3 separate regions of the Mus musculus genome follow, and all the other regions are linked to region 1. The links are chromatin contacts, called in public promoter capture Hi-C maps. All regions are on one chromosome and are shown on one strand. Each heading gives the region's core, a stretch centred on a gene start, on an enhancer-like site or on the middle of the called end of the contact. The rest is flanking DNA. Distances are from core to core; before and after follow the strand shown.

Evidence for each region. Promoter capture Hi-C pulls out the DNA fragments that hold promoters and counts their contacts.
Region 2: a promoter capture Hi-C map of neutrophils shows a contact between it and region 1, with 2.1 times the contacts expected there. The contact joins the enhancer-like site here to the promoter of Zc3h12d in region 1. A contact is called at or near these places in 7 of 39 promoter capture datasets (the 3T3-L1 cell line, the C10 cell line, embryonic stem cells and 3 more), 1 of 115 datasets of contacts at active chromatin or transcription factors (CD8 T cells) and 1 of 9 other capture datasets (embryonic stem cells).
Region 3: a promoter capture Hi-C map of macrophages shows a contact between it and region 1, with 5 read pairs. The contact joins the promoter of Nup43 here to the promoter of Zc3h12d in region 1. A contact is called at or near these places in 2 of 39 promoter capture datasets (cranial neural crest and macrophages), 4 of 115 datasets of contacts at active chromatin or transcription factors (the 230-238 cell line, effector CD8 T cells, embryonic stem cells and 1 more) and 3 of 9 other capture datasets (adipose tissue, liver and pancreatic islet).

The regions. Positions count from the first base shown.
Region 1 is chr10:7,830,406-7,834,697 of GRCm38.p6, reverse strand. It overlaps Zc3h12d (zinc finger CCCH type containing 12D), which reads right to left and starts at 2,228. Exons shown (of 6, transcript NM_172785.3): 1 at 2,136-2,228.
Region 2 is chr10:8,007,940-8,012,231 of GRCm38.p6, reverse strand. No RefSeq gene overlaps it. Among named protein-coding and RNA genes, the nearest start is that of Gm30820, 30 kb to the right of the region's middle. Within about 2 kb of position 2,146, at least 31 of the 459 cell types and tissues checked have an H3K27ac peak or open chromatin away from gene starts, as enhancers often do. A contact at or near this core is called in neutrophils, where this site is marked.
Region 3 is chr10:7,665,374-7,669,665 of GRCm38.p6, reverse strand. Nup43 (nucleoporin 43) reads right to left here and starts at 2,162. Exons shown (of 8, transcript NM_145706.2): 1 at 1,985-2,162; 2 at 1,542-1,664; 3 at 36-113. The coding sequence starts at 2,104. It also overlaps a transcript of Pcmt1 not described here.

The sequences.
Region 1 (4,292 bases), core at 979-3,478:
GGAAGCAGGAGTGGGTAGGGGCCTGCTCTCAAGCCTCTTCACTTTGACGAGCTCGTCTTTGAGCTGTTAGTTCTCAGCTGCTTAAGTGTGACCTTGTTATTTTTAAAAATCTTAGAGTCTGAACAGCTTCGTCTAAGTTTTCTTCCTCAGTCTTGACTGGAAGTCCCAGATAGCCCAGAAGATCAGTGACGAAATCTTACAGATTTCATCATGAGACCTCAGAAGGGTCAGCATCCCAACCCTCTCTTCTTTAGGACTGATGGCAGACACAACTGTCCCGTGTCCCTTGATGGCAGACACAACTGTCCCGTGTCCCTTCTAAAAGCAGCAAACCCAGGTTTGACGACTCCCCAAGCTGAAAGCCTGCCCTCTTTGCCTGGAAGAGCCTCTGGAGAAATTGAGGAGAGACTGAAACAGGAGAAAAAGTGAAGGATAAAGGTGGAGAAACAGCAGCCCCCTGTGCACAGCACTGCCTATCATGAGGGGCTGCCTCCTACACTGTGGAAAACTTAGCCTCCTTTTGAAGGGGAAAGTGCGAGCCTGCTCCTCGCACCGAGGTTTATGTGAGGAAACCGAGGGAAAGAGCCTTTGGTGACTTGGCCAGGGTGCTACTAGATAGTGATATTTGTCATCCAGACCAGAGAGCCCCCTCCAGTGGCCACCTGTAGTGCAAACCCACAGCACTAAGCCCCCAGACTACTCATTAGGCACCCAGTCCTGGTCCACAGGCCACTTGAAGTCAATCACAGCAGTGAGGAGACGGTCAGCCTGGTCTTAGCTTCTCAACAACGCCACGAAGTTTGGTGGTCAGCACAGACTTCCAGTCCCAAGTGGGGCTAGCTACCAGTCAGATTTGTTTTGGTTTGGTTTTGTCAGAGTTTGAGGAAGTCACAGAGACTCTAAGATTTCATCCCACAGGGCTGATTTTTTTTTTTTAAGCCTGCTCACTTCTGCCTTTTTAAAAGAGAATTTGTAATTTAAAAACTTATTGCAGAGGGCTAGGCCTGTATCTTAGTAGCAGGGTGCTTGCCTGGCTTGCACAAGGCCCCATTTTAACCATCTCTAAGCTCACCTGTATGGGTGAGTAGTCTACACTTTGCTCACCCATCTCCAGAACTCTCCATCCCTTGAAATCCATCCTCCTGAGCCCCCAAGCCCTGCCCTGCCCTAGCTAGTAGCCATCTTTCTGCTGTGTCCAGGAATCTGGCCCACAGGAGTGGGATCGCACAACATGTATCCTCTGACACTATTCATTCTACTTAGCTCAACAACCTCAAGCTCCTACCGTGTTGTGTCCAAATTTCCCTTTTGTTTGAGGCAGAATCACAACCCATGTGGATTATGAATCATAATCCATATGTGTGTGTGTTCACTCACAGGGGCTACTTTGGCTGCTTCTGTCTCTTGGCTACTGTCACTCAAACTGTTATGAACATGTTCTGGCCTGGACTTTTGTTTTCTCCTCAGACTTACTCCCTGCCACCCCCATCCTTCTCTGCTGCTATAGGTAACTTACAGGCATGCTTGAAGCATTTAGAGCCATGGGCCATAGACCTATCCTTAGGCCAGGTCCATATTAGCATCATCAGGCCTGGGAGAAAACTCCCTAATCTTGGGTGACAAAGCTTGGGTTTCTAGTTCTGCAAAGAATTAGCCATATCAGGCTAAGACCAATCAATCTCTTCATCAGTCTTGAGGCTGCTGCCAAAACTCCTGATCTCTCTCCAGCCAGGAAAGTAGACCCCGCCGAGCCACTGTCTAGACTGGTAGACACTTTAGTGAGCCTGGAAAGAATAAAGCAATGTCCACTCCTGAACGCCACAGCATTCAACGTTGCTACGAAGCCCGCAGATGGGAGGTTTACTTCAATTGGCTGGATTAACCCCCGTCCTCCCCCGTCACACAGAATGATCCTTGATAAAACTGAGCAGACCCTGCATCTAAAGGCAGTTAATGATGCTTACCGTATTTCCGTAATTTGAACACCTAACAGAACGTCTCAGGTGTGAGAAGCCAGGGTGTTGAGGGCAGTCCTGGCTCACACACCTGTCTCTAACATGCCCTTCTCCCATGCCCTTGACTGAAGTCTGTACTGTGCCTGCCACGTTAATTGATAGCAGGGCACAAGCACTCACCAGCAGGGTGTGTCCCTCGGGCTCTCACAGCAGACTTGGCCCAGCTGCCTGAGCCTTCCCAGTGCCCCTCTCTTTTCAGCTAGGGAGTGCTCTGCTCAGTCCCTCAGGAGTTGCTGGAGTCAGAGGAGGGCCAGCGCCCAGGCCACACCCCTGCTAGAAGCTGATCCAAGCCTGCGCTCCACTTCCTGCGCAAGGCACGTTCAGCTGCAAAAGGTACTTACACTTTGTGTTAAAGAGAAAAGGAAGAAGGCAGTGAGAGGTAGGAAGTTCACGCCTCCGCCCCAGTCAAAGCAAAGTACAGCAACCGTGCAAAACAAACGCGCCTCCTCCCGGGACAGCCAGGAGTCCAAGAGGGCAAAAGCACCGCGAATGGAATCGGAGGGTGAGAAGAGCTGCTAAGTTCCCACTCCTGGTGGCTGGGAAGCCCATCTGCTTGAAGATGCTCTAGGGGAAGTCGATGCTCAGCTGAAGAAGACCATAGACTGTCAAAGGGAAGCGGGAAGGGCAAAGACCGCCTCAAGTTGTTCATGGAACTTGGGCTGAGAGGATTCTGCCCGTCACCCACAAAGCCAGGAGTCTCAAGAAGTAATGACCCCCTGTGGAAAAAGGGCTCAGCGGCTCTCTTTACTGCAGTCCTACATGGAGTGAGTGACAGCTTTCTCTAACTGAGGAGCTCACATCTGATCCCAGGCCTACACAATGCACCATTCAGCCGCTATACATAGAGCAAGTACAGAGAGCAGACTCAGAATTCTGTTTCCTGAATTTGGGGTCTTTCATAGCAATGCAAAAAAAAAAAAAAAAAAAAAAAAAAAAGGTATAGCAGCCCACCTCCCACCAGATAACACCCCTAACAAAGACTTCTTCAAGGATATAGCTAAGGAGTTAAGCTGAGTTTTGAACCCGGGACTTGGGTCTGAGGAAGCAAGAATGCCCTGGCTTTCTCCTGGGTGATGGAGATTAGAAATCAGGTCCTCCTGATTTCTAATCAGGAGGAAAAAGGGCTCGGCGGCTCTCTTTACTGCTTGCACAGCAAACACTCTTACCCACTGGGTCATTTATGTTTTTTGAAACACCGTCTTTGTATGTATTCTAGGCCATCCTTGAGCATGCTATACCTAGGCTAGCCTTGAACTCAGTCCTCCTACCTCGGCCTCCCAGTGCTGAGATTAAAGGTGTGAACTACCACACCTAGCCTTGAGAGCTTAGGTCTAAGACAACAGGTCTCAGAAGCTCTGGGAAGATTATTAAGATGGACCGGGGATATGGGATATAAAAATCTTGATTTATAGGCCATTGAGATGCCTTAGCAGGTAGAGGCACCCATGGCCGAGGCTGATAACCTGTGATACCTAGGACCTACATGTGGAAGAAGAGAACCCATTCCTGCAAGCTGTCCCTTGACCTTGACACACACTGTGGCAGAGTGCACATACACACACACACACACACGAAATCCTAAAATTATGAGTAGACAGTGCCTCGGGAGCCTCCTCCTCCATATATGCACATGCATTCACACACACAGATGCACACATATGAACAAAAATGATGGTGTCAGCTGGGCAGTGGTGGCACACATCTTTTGTCCTAGCACTCGGAAGGCAGAAGCAGGCAGATCTCTGAGTTCAAGGGCAGCCTGGTCTACAGATTGAGTTCTAGGATAGCCAAGGCTACACAGTTAAACCCTGTCTCAAAAAAAATTTTTTTTAATTGTCAGACTAGAATGTGTTTAGTGATGGCCAAAAGAGGAGACACCATTTTGGCTGGAAAACTCCACACTCAGTTGTCAGTTGTCTTTGTCAAAAGAACTACCTACCATATGGTACCTTTACAGTATCTGATCTAGAGAAAGCTGGGCTGGGTTCATGCACAGTGGGGTGCTTCAGCTGCCGTGACTGTGGGGCTAGGAAAGAAGTCTCACCTGTTTGGGCGACGTGTTACCCACTGGAAGGAGAAACAGTTATGGTGTTATTCGCTCCAAACTGAGCTCTGCCTACAAGAGGAGAGGAAAGAGCAGCCGCTTACATATGAAGAGTCCCGGGACTCCGTCTCCAGCCCCACAAACATCAGTGGGTATGGGTTTACACCCCACAAATACAGTTGTTGAATCCTAAGCAGGCCTCTCTCCCTTTCCTCTTCTGCCTGGTCTACCCC
Region 2 (4,292 bases), core at 897-3,396, 180 kb before region 1:
GATGACCCTTCCCTGTATATAGGAGGATTCTCATGTTCTCATGGGCTCTCTTAGTCTCCCAAACATGCACTTTTGATCTGGCTGAAAGGGACTGTAAGCATCTATGCTTGTTGCCTGGTTTTTCCTGCCCCAGTGCATTGTAGGTATCTGGTCTCTATAGAGATTCTTAAGCCTACCAAGCTCCTTACTCAGCTTCATCTTGGTCACATGATCCTCTTACCAGTCCCAGGACCTCTCTTCAGACCTAGAGCTTATCAGAGAGCTGTTTTGGGGAGGGATCTCTTACGTTCAGTCAGTCAGATCTGTTGAACTTACAAAGTCAGTTCAGAGGTCGCCAGGTCACGTGAAGGCTTTCTCTTCTCAAATTCTGAGCCTCCGAATCCTGTTTGCCTTTCCTTGTATTTTAAGTCAACATTCCACAAGAGTTTATGAAAATTGTATGTGTCTGAGTTTCCCTTACCAGCTATCACACTTTCTGCCAAGGTGCTCGTAAGGAACACTATGCTCACACAAATTCCACCTTGCTCATTAAAATTTACAGAAGGTTGCAATTTCCCTAATTCCTTCTGTGACCCTCCGGGGAAATGAAAGCTGTCAGTGAGCTAAGTCAGGAATTTTCTCAAGACCTGCTGTAAAAGATATGAGACATCCTGATGAGACTGCTGGACTACTCCCCACCCCCAACACACACAACTGTACTTCAGCCATGTGTCTGTGTCTGGGGTCTCCAGCATCCTCTCCCCCTTGCCAAAGGAGCACTAGTATCCCCCTCTTCTCAGCCTCTGTCTTTCTACGCACCTTCAGGTATCTGATAACCCTCTCCGCACTTCCCCTCGCCCACCCATACAAGCACACAAAGAGGGGAAGTAACGTTAAATTTTTGCTGAAGAACGGGAGTACATCTCTCTGAACTACCCACTCTGAGCTGTTCGTACAGAGAAAAGAATCAACTGTTTCTACTTGGACGCTGAGGGAAGACGTTGGTGCTGAGCTAACATGAACGGGGTCCTTAAGGATGTGTTCTCTCTCAAAGAGCAGGAAGTACACTATAGACAGAGGCAACATAATCAATGAGCAAGAGAAAGAGATGAAGTGGAAATGACAAAGGACCTGAGATGGCACAGTATGGAGACAGGGCAGGGTGGGGCTTTCGTGCACCCTTCAGATCCATAAGGGAAAAGACTAGGAGCTCAGGAAACATTTATTATTCATGGATGTTGAGTGGGAGTAGGTGGAGCCAGATTTTAAGGGGCATTTTATGGCATACTGGGAAGTCTAAGCTTGGGTTTGTAGCAATGAAAATGCACCAAACTTTCTTAAATCAAGGAAGTGTCATAATTACATCTCTTAAGACGATATAACATAGGTTTTGAGGGAGGCATTTTTGAAGAAGTAGAGCTTCTAAACTTTTCTAAACAGCATGATGGACTTTGCTTCAGCTTTTTCCTTCTTTTGCTGTAGATTTGCCCCAGTCGTGATTATTCTCAGGAAATTACATTCCCCAACAGTGATAGTTGACCTTCAGTGGCTACTTGGAAGTACGATGGAGTCACATCTCTGGATGTGTCTGTGTAGGTCTTTCTAGAGAGAAGCCACTGAAAAAAGAAAGGTCCACCATGCTTCTGGGTGGCATCTTCCAGTGGGCTGGAGCATGGATGGGATATAAGGGGAAAGGAGAAAGCCCATGGATGCCATCATACCTTATATTCTGCCTCCTGGCCCATTGAAATGTGCAAAGGCGGACTCACGAATCCACTGCCACAGCCAGGACCCCTTCTTACCTAAGCCATCCTCACTATAATGGGTTGGACCTTCAAACTGTGAGCTGAAGCAAATCCTCCCTTAGACCTTCTTGTCAAGCTTTTGGTCTCAGCAATAGGACAAGTAGCCAATGTTCCACCAAACAAAAACAAAAAACAAAACCAGCCCACTTAGCAGCAATAGTAAGAGTTTGCCACATTGCCACATTGCCACATTGCCACAGAGGTTCCTGAAGCTGATGCTTTTGTTGTTGTTGTTGACTCTCCTGAGAAACCTCATTTGCTCACACTAATATTCAAATGGCATGAGGTCTCCTGTTCTCATGAGGTCTCCTGTTCTCAGTTTTTCTGACATTTTGGTTTCTGTTCCTGTTTCCCTGCAAACCCCCTGGATGTGCAGATCACTGTGAGTTGATCCCCTCCCTCTTCCTGTTGACAGTCTTTCTGTCCCTTACTCAACTCTGAGTGACTGTAAGTGGGGACAGGCTCCACAGCAGGTCATCATAGGGGCCACTGTAAAACTAACAGATGAGTGTTGGTCACTTCTCATTCTGCACTACAGAACACAGGTGTCTGCTCGGTTTGTTGCTGGTCACTTCTCTAGCCCCTCATCCTGTAAGTTTCTAGGTGCATGGGCTGAGGGAAAGGTGTCAAATGAAGTAGACGGTAGTTTTGCCCCTCATGACTCAGAGTGAGTCCCAGTTGGAAAAATAACTCGTGGCCCTAGCATTTCACACTAAAGGAAGAATTCTCACTTTAAATGACAGGATTTGGGATCCAGTCATGTTTTCCTCTCGGTTTGCTTGAAAATCATCCTGGGTCTAATCCTGCAACAGTCACGGACATAGAGCAGCCCCACACAGGAGTCCTAGGCACTTTGAAGACTTTCTTGTTGCCAAACTCCTCAGCCGCAGGATTACCAGATCACTCACCAAATGAGACAGGAGGACAGTCTCCCAACACAAACGGATGCTCTCGAATTCCTACACCGATCTCAGTTATAAAAAGTTAAGCACCCATGGCATGATTTGTGGCCGCTCCAAAAAGACTTTCACTGGACTTTGTCAAAACAAGTACTGGATTTAAAAAATCTAAAAGCATTATGAAATTCGGCCTCGCTACTATAAAAACACTTGTACTACCTTACAAACTCTAATTTTCCTGGAACTTGTAGGCGCTCTTAAGCTAACCATTGAATGAAACTCAATTTTCTTTTCTTGTTTTATTTTTCTTGTTTCTTTTTTTTTTTCTGAAAACATCTCAAGGAAGCTTAATTCATGACAGGATTTGCTTGAGATTGTTCCTATTAAATATCACAGAGACTTCCAGGACTGTCAGATACTTGAGCTATAAATGTAAGAGAGCACAAACAGCAAACTCGGGACAAGTATTCTCTATGCTTCTCCTAAACCTGAATGTGGCAGTCCTAGGAAGTTGACAGAGTCAGGCAACCATGGCAAAAGTTTTTGTCTTTCAAAATAAGTTTAATGTTCAAGTGTTTGTGCTTTGCTCATCGTGAAAATTCCCACACTACTTTTGATCTTTAAAAATATTCCATAATGGGATTCAGAGATGGCTCAGTGAATGCAGCTGTGCACATCTGTAATACCAGTTCTCCTGTTGTGAGATGGAGGTGGAGACAGGAGAGTCCCTGGAGGGGCCAGCTTAGCTTATGTGGCAACACACAAAGAAAGGGAAACCCTATCTCTTTTACAGGGCAACCTTTAGTTTCCGTCCTCACCTTCAATACATGCACATCCACACTTACACACACACACACATACATACATTATACATACAATATGCATACATATACACATACATACATACATCATACACACATACATACATACATCATACACACAACAAATTAAGTTTTCAAATATTTCATTAGTATTTATCTTCATTAAATATCTGGACATTCTTGAACTTTTAAGCCGTTTTCTCTCATCTCAGCTCCACTGCATCTTTGTCATAGCATTTCCAACGTCTCCCAACTACACAGACAGAATCTGTTCTTCCTCAAACTTTACTGTAAAGTTTGCCATGTAATTTTCTTGGGCCAATAGGATGAGACAGAAGAAATAATGGTGTTTCACTCCCAAGATTAGGATTTGATTGGGCTGCCATGAAGTCACTTTCTCCAAGACTTTTGTCACCGTGACCACAAGAAATATCCTTTGATCTTAGGAGAAGCTACATGGAACAGAGGATAAAAATATGGAACAGAGCCACCCCAATCAAGCCTTATCAAGCCAAAGCACGAACTGTGAGCTTAGTCCACGCTACAATTGGGGTTTTGTGGTTTCTTGGTACTTGAAAATGTAGTACACATATCACCAACTGTTTCCCTTTGGCTAAGCTGGTGTGAGTTAATCATGATAATCCCACAACCATTCACTCTGTCAGTAACTGACTGGAGAATAGGAGTGTCTAGTCCCATTGGAGACTTCTACACACACACACACACACACACACACAGAGAGAGAGAGAGAGAGAGAGAGAGAGAGAGAGAGAGAGAGAGAGATGCAC
Region 3 (4,292 bases), core at 913-3,412, 160 kb after region 1:
AAAAGACGAGTGTTCTTTCCCACAGAGTTCTTTACCTGGTTATTTGGATGGTGAAGAAAAACTGTTACACAGCCTGTTGACGAAGCAGCTACAATTCTTTCCTGGTCAAAAAACTAAACAGAAGATTTCTGCTTATTATTATAGATTACTTGAACATATTAACAGGGGGGAAAAGTCCACTGGTTCAACTTGACTAATAGCAAACCCTGTACAAATTTAAAGAAGCAAATAGCCCCCCCTCCACACACACACAAAGCAAATAAAATGTGTTAACATCGAAAAGTAAAAATTTTCGTACATAACAAAATTTTTCATGAAAGATAAAGAGTAAGCTTAAAATTTTACTCCAGATCTTTTATTTTGGGCCACAATAATAAAAGTTTAGAAATATTTCATTCCTAAGTATAGACAGCTTTTTACCAAGTAAAATACAGGACATCTGAATACATACTTTTTTTTTTTTTTTTTTTAAAGATTTATTTATTTATTATATGTAAATACACTGTAGCTGTCTTCAGACACACCAGAAGAGGGAGTCAGATCTTGTTACGGATGGTTGTGAGCCACCATGTGGTTGCTGGGATTTGAACTCTGGACCTTCGGAAGAACAGTCAGGTGCTCTTACCCACTGAGCCATCTCACCAGCCCCCATACTTTTTTTTTTTTTGGTTTTTTGAGAAAGGGTTTCACTGTATAGCCCTGGCTGTCCTGGAACTCACTCTGTAGACCAGGCTGGCCTTGAACTCAGAAATCCTGCCTCTGCCTCCCAAGTGCTGGGATTAAAGGCCTGCGCCACCCCGCCCAGCACGATTTTTTTTTTTTGGATTGGGGTGTGCTTATGTGTGTGTGGGTTTGTCTCTGATGCCCAAACTCATCTTGACCTCCTGTTGTCTCAGTTTCCTAAGTAGCTGGGACTAATATAAACGCTAATTTCTACCAAGTTGTTAAAGAATGACATAAGAATAATCCCACACGATATTTACCATGTATGTTCAAAAGACCCTGTCCATCCATCTGATCAGCGAAGCAGTGAGTCTTACTTGAGGGTGGGGATACAGACACTCAAAGCAGAGAGTTCTTGCCTAGCTCTCATAAGTGCTGAGATTATCTTCATCCCAACATGAAATGATAAACCTGACTCACAGACATGTAGTCTAAATTAACATACCTGTATAAAACTTACCAAACATCGTTTGGCACATAGATGGACAAATATTGTTATTTAAGATAAGGTCTTGCTATGTATATGTAGCCCTGACTAGCTTTGAGATCCCTCCTGCCTCTGCATCCCAAGAACTGGAATTAGAGGCTTGTACCACCATGCCCGGTTTGGGCAATTCATTTTCAAACTGATTTACCTGAATTCCATTTCCCAGCCCCACTTCTGAGACTAAGTGCCTAATATGATGGCATGGCAAATTTAAATTCATAGAGATTAGTGCTGTAAATCAGGGGTAAGGGTAGACAAACTATAAGGTGCCTTGTTACCTCTAAATAGTCTCAAATTTCCTAAATTAGCTTTGGCAGACAATCAGATTTACCTGTAAATCCATGACATCCCCATGATGTCTAATATCGCACAGTAACTGATGGTCTCCTTCAAACCCTCCGTCAGAATCCAAGTTTCCAAAATCTCCAATAGACCACAGTGAAACGCAATTTTCCTGCAAAGCAGACAGTTTTAGCTTGAGGTGACGAAAACATCAACTCTAGGAAAGTCAGATTCAGATTGCCTTTCGGGCGACCTTGCTTCAATAGCATCTCAGACAAACGATATGGTTAAGAGTTGAAAAGATCAGAGATATGGCCAAGTTTGGACGGTATGACTACAGACTTGGTGAGGGTTTAAAACCAGATCCCAGGCTCAGACACACCACCAGGGCTCTCAAGTAGCGGGCAGCTAAACCAGACCAGCAAGCCCGCTTTCGCGCGCCAGCGCGGGGGGCGTGGAGCAGAGCAGCCGGGGCCCGCCCAAACCCGGTACCTCATTGTCCCAAGAGCCCGTGGCAAAGGTCTCTGTGGTCTGCAGGCTCCCGGAAGGCACTGGCCGCCAGCGGGTTTTGCTAATTTTCTGAGACACGAACTTAGCATAAATTTCCTCCATGCTGAAACCAGCAAGAAGGTTCAGCAGAAAGCACACTGCGCGCTCCTCAGGCCCGCCCCTTCCTGCGCAGTTCTGATTGGATGAGACCTCCTGAAGGAGACGGTGGCTGCAGACAGCCAATTCTCGTCAGCAGGAGCACACGCCAGCCCTTGGGCTGAAAGAATTTGAGATGTTCTTTCATGTCGGCAGCTCTGAACAAAAACCCAAACCCTTTGGCAACAAGATACACTTCTGCCCGGCGTGGTAGCGCACGCCTTTAATCCCAGAACTCGGGAGGCAGAGGCAGGCGGATTTCTGAGTTCGAAGCCAACCTGGTCTACAGAGTGAGTTCCAGGACAGCCAGGGCTACACAGAGAAACCCTGTCTCGAAAAAACAAGAACAAAACAAAAAAGATACACTTCTAATGCCAAGTCAGTCTAGGAACACTGAAAATATATTTGTGCAATAGCTGTGTATGTAATTCTAGAAGAATTTTCTTTACAAAATTAGGGTTTTTGTTCTTTTAAATGAACTTTATTATAAAATGTTGCAAACAACAACAAAAACCAAAATTAATCTGACCCCAAAGACTAAACAGCCCAATGTACTTTTGTACTTTTAGCATAGTCATTCCGAAGCTGTGTAGCTCCATATTGGATTTTATACTTTTACTATCTAGTATATATTTATTTTATCATCAAATATATTTTATGCAATTATCAACCACCAAAACAATAAAATCATTACAGATTTAGAACTCAGGAAACAATTACCTTTAATATTCTTTGATAACTAATTTTTTTAAAAATTATTTTTAATTTTTTAGAAGAGATTCTAAAATCTTATTTTATGTGTATGAATGTTTTGTTTGCACATATGTATGTGTGTGTGCTGCGTGTGTTTATGCCTAGTGGTAAGGCCAACAGAGGGGACTGAAGTCCCTATAACTTGAGTTACACAAAGTTATGACCTGCCTTGTGTGTGCTGGGAAATGACCTCAGGTCCCCTGGCGGAGCAACATGTCTCCAGCCTTTAAACACAGCTTTCTTCTTAGTATTTTAATTATTCATATGTATGTATGTATTTGCATGTGTATATGTGCATGTGAGGCCTGGTGCCTGAAGACCTGAATGTCCTAGAGTGGAGTTAGAGGCAGGTGGGGCCATACCCTTGTGAGTGCCGAGAAGCCAACTCTAGCTCTCTGCAAGAACAGCAAATACGTTTTAACTGCGAGCCATCTCTCTCGCCCTGACAGAGAAAAATCTAAGAGTAAAAATTAAAAAAGAATGCAGGGGGATATATCTTGTGCCAGTCTATGCCCTTCGTTGTACTTCACTGAACATAAAAAAAAAAAAAAAAAAAAAAAAACAAAAACAAAAAAAAAACACTTTAAAAACCCTTAGGGCTGGAAGGATTGCTTAACCACTAACAGCACTTGTTTCTTCCACAGGGCCTGGATTGGTTCAGTTCCCAGCATCTACATCACCAGTGGCTCACAACCATCCATTGGTACACATAAGGTGCACATACATACATGCAGGCAAAGACATTACCGGGAACGGTGACACATGCCTTTAATCTCATCACTCTGGAGACACAGGCAGATCTCTGTAAGTTCCAGGCCAGCCAGAGCTACATAGTAAGACTCTGTCTCAAAAACAAAACAAAACACCCATATGCATAAAATAAACGTATAAAAACTTTCAGCCTCCTCAGCTAGGACTGGGTGTGTAGTTCCGCATTAAAATTATAGGTCCTGAGTCATACCTCTAGTAACAAGAAAAAGGACCCTTAAATTACCCTGGAAGTATTTTCATTAAGGTACCAAATTAATATCTTCCTCTTCTGATTCAAAGTTGACTCACAACAGTAGGAGGAGTCTGGAATTAGAATTTGGAACTCTAGTTTTATCTTCACAAAGATTTATGTGTATGAATGTTTGCCTGCACATACATGTGTGCACCACACGCTAGCCTGGTGCTCAAGAAGGTAAAAAGAGGGTCTAGGATTCCCCCTGGAACTAGGGTTACAAAGGATTGTCAGCCACCACGTGGGTGCTGGGAATTGAACCCAGTATCCTCTGGAAGAGCAATCAATGCTCTCTACTGCTGACCCATCTCTCCAGGCCGTTCGGCTTTTTTTCTTGCTTTGTCAACCTGGTGAGTTCATTTAGACACATAATTAACAATGAGTTTGCTGAGAACTGTG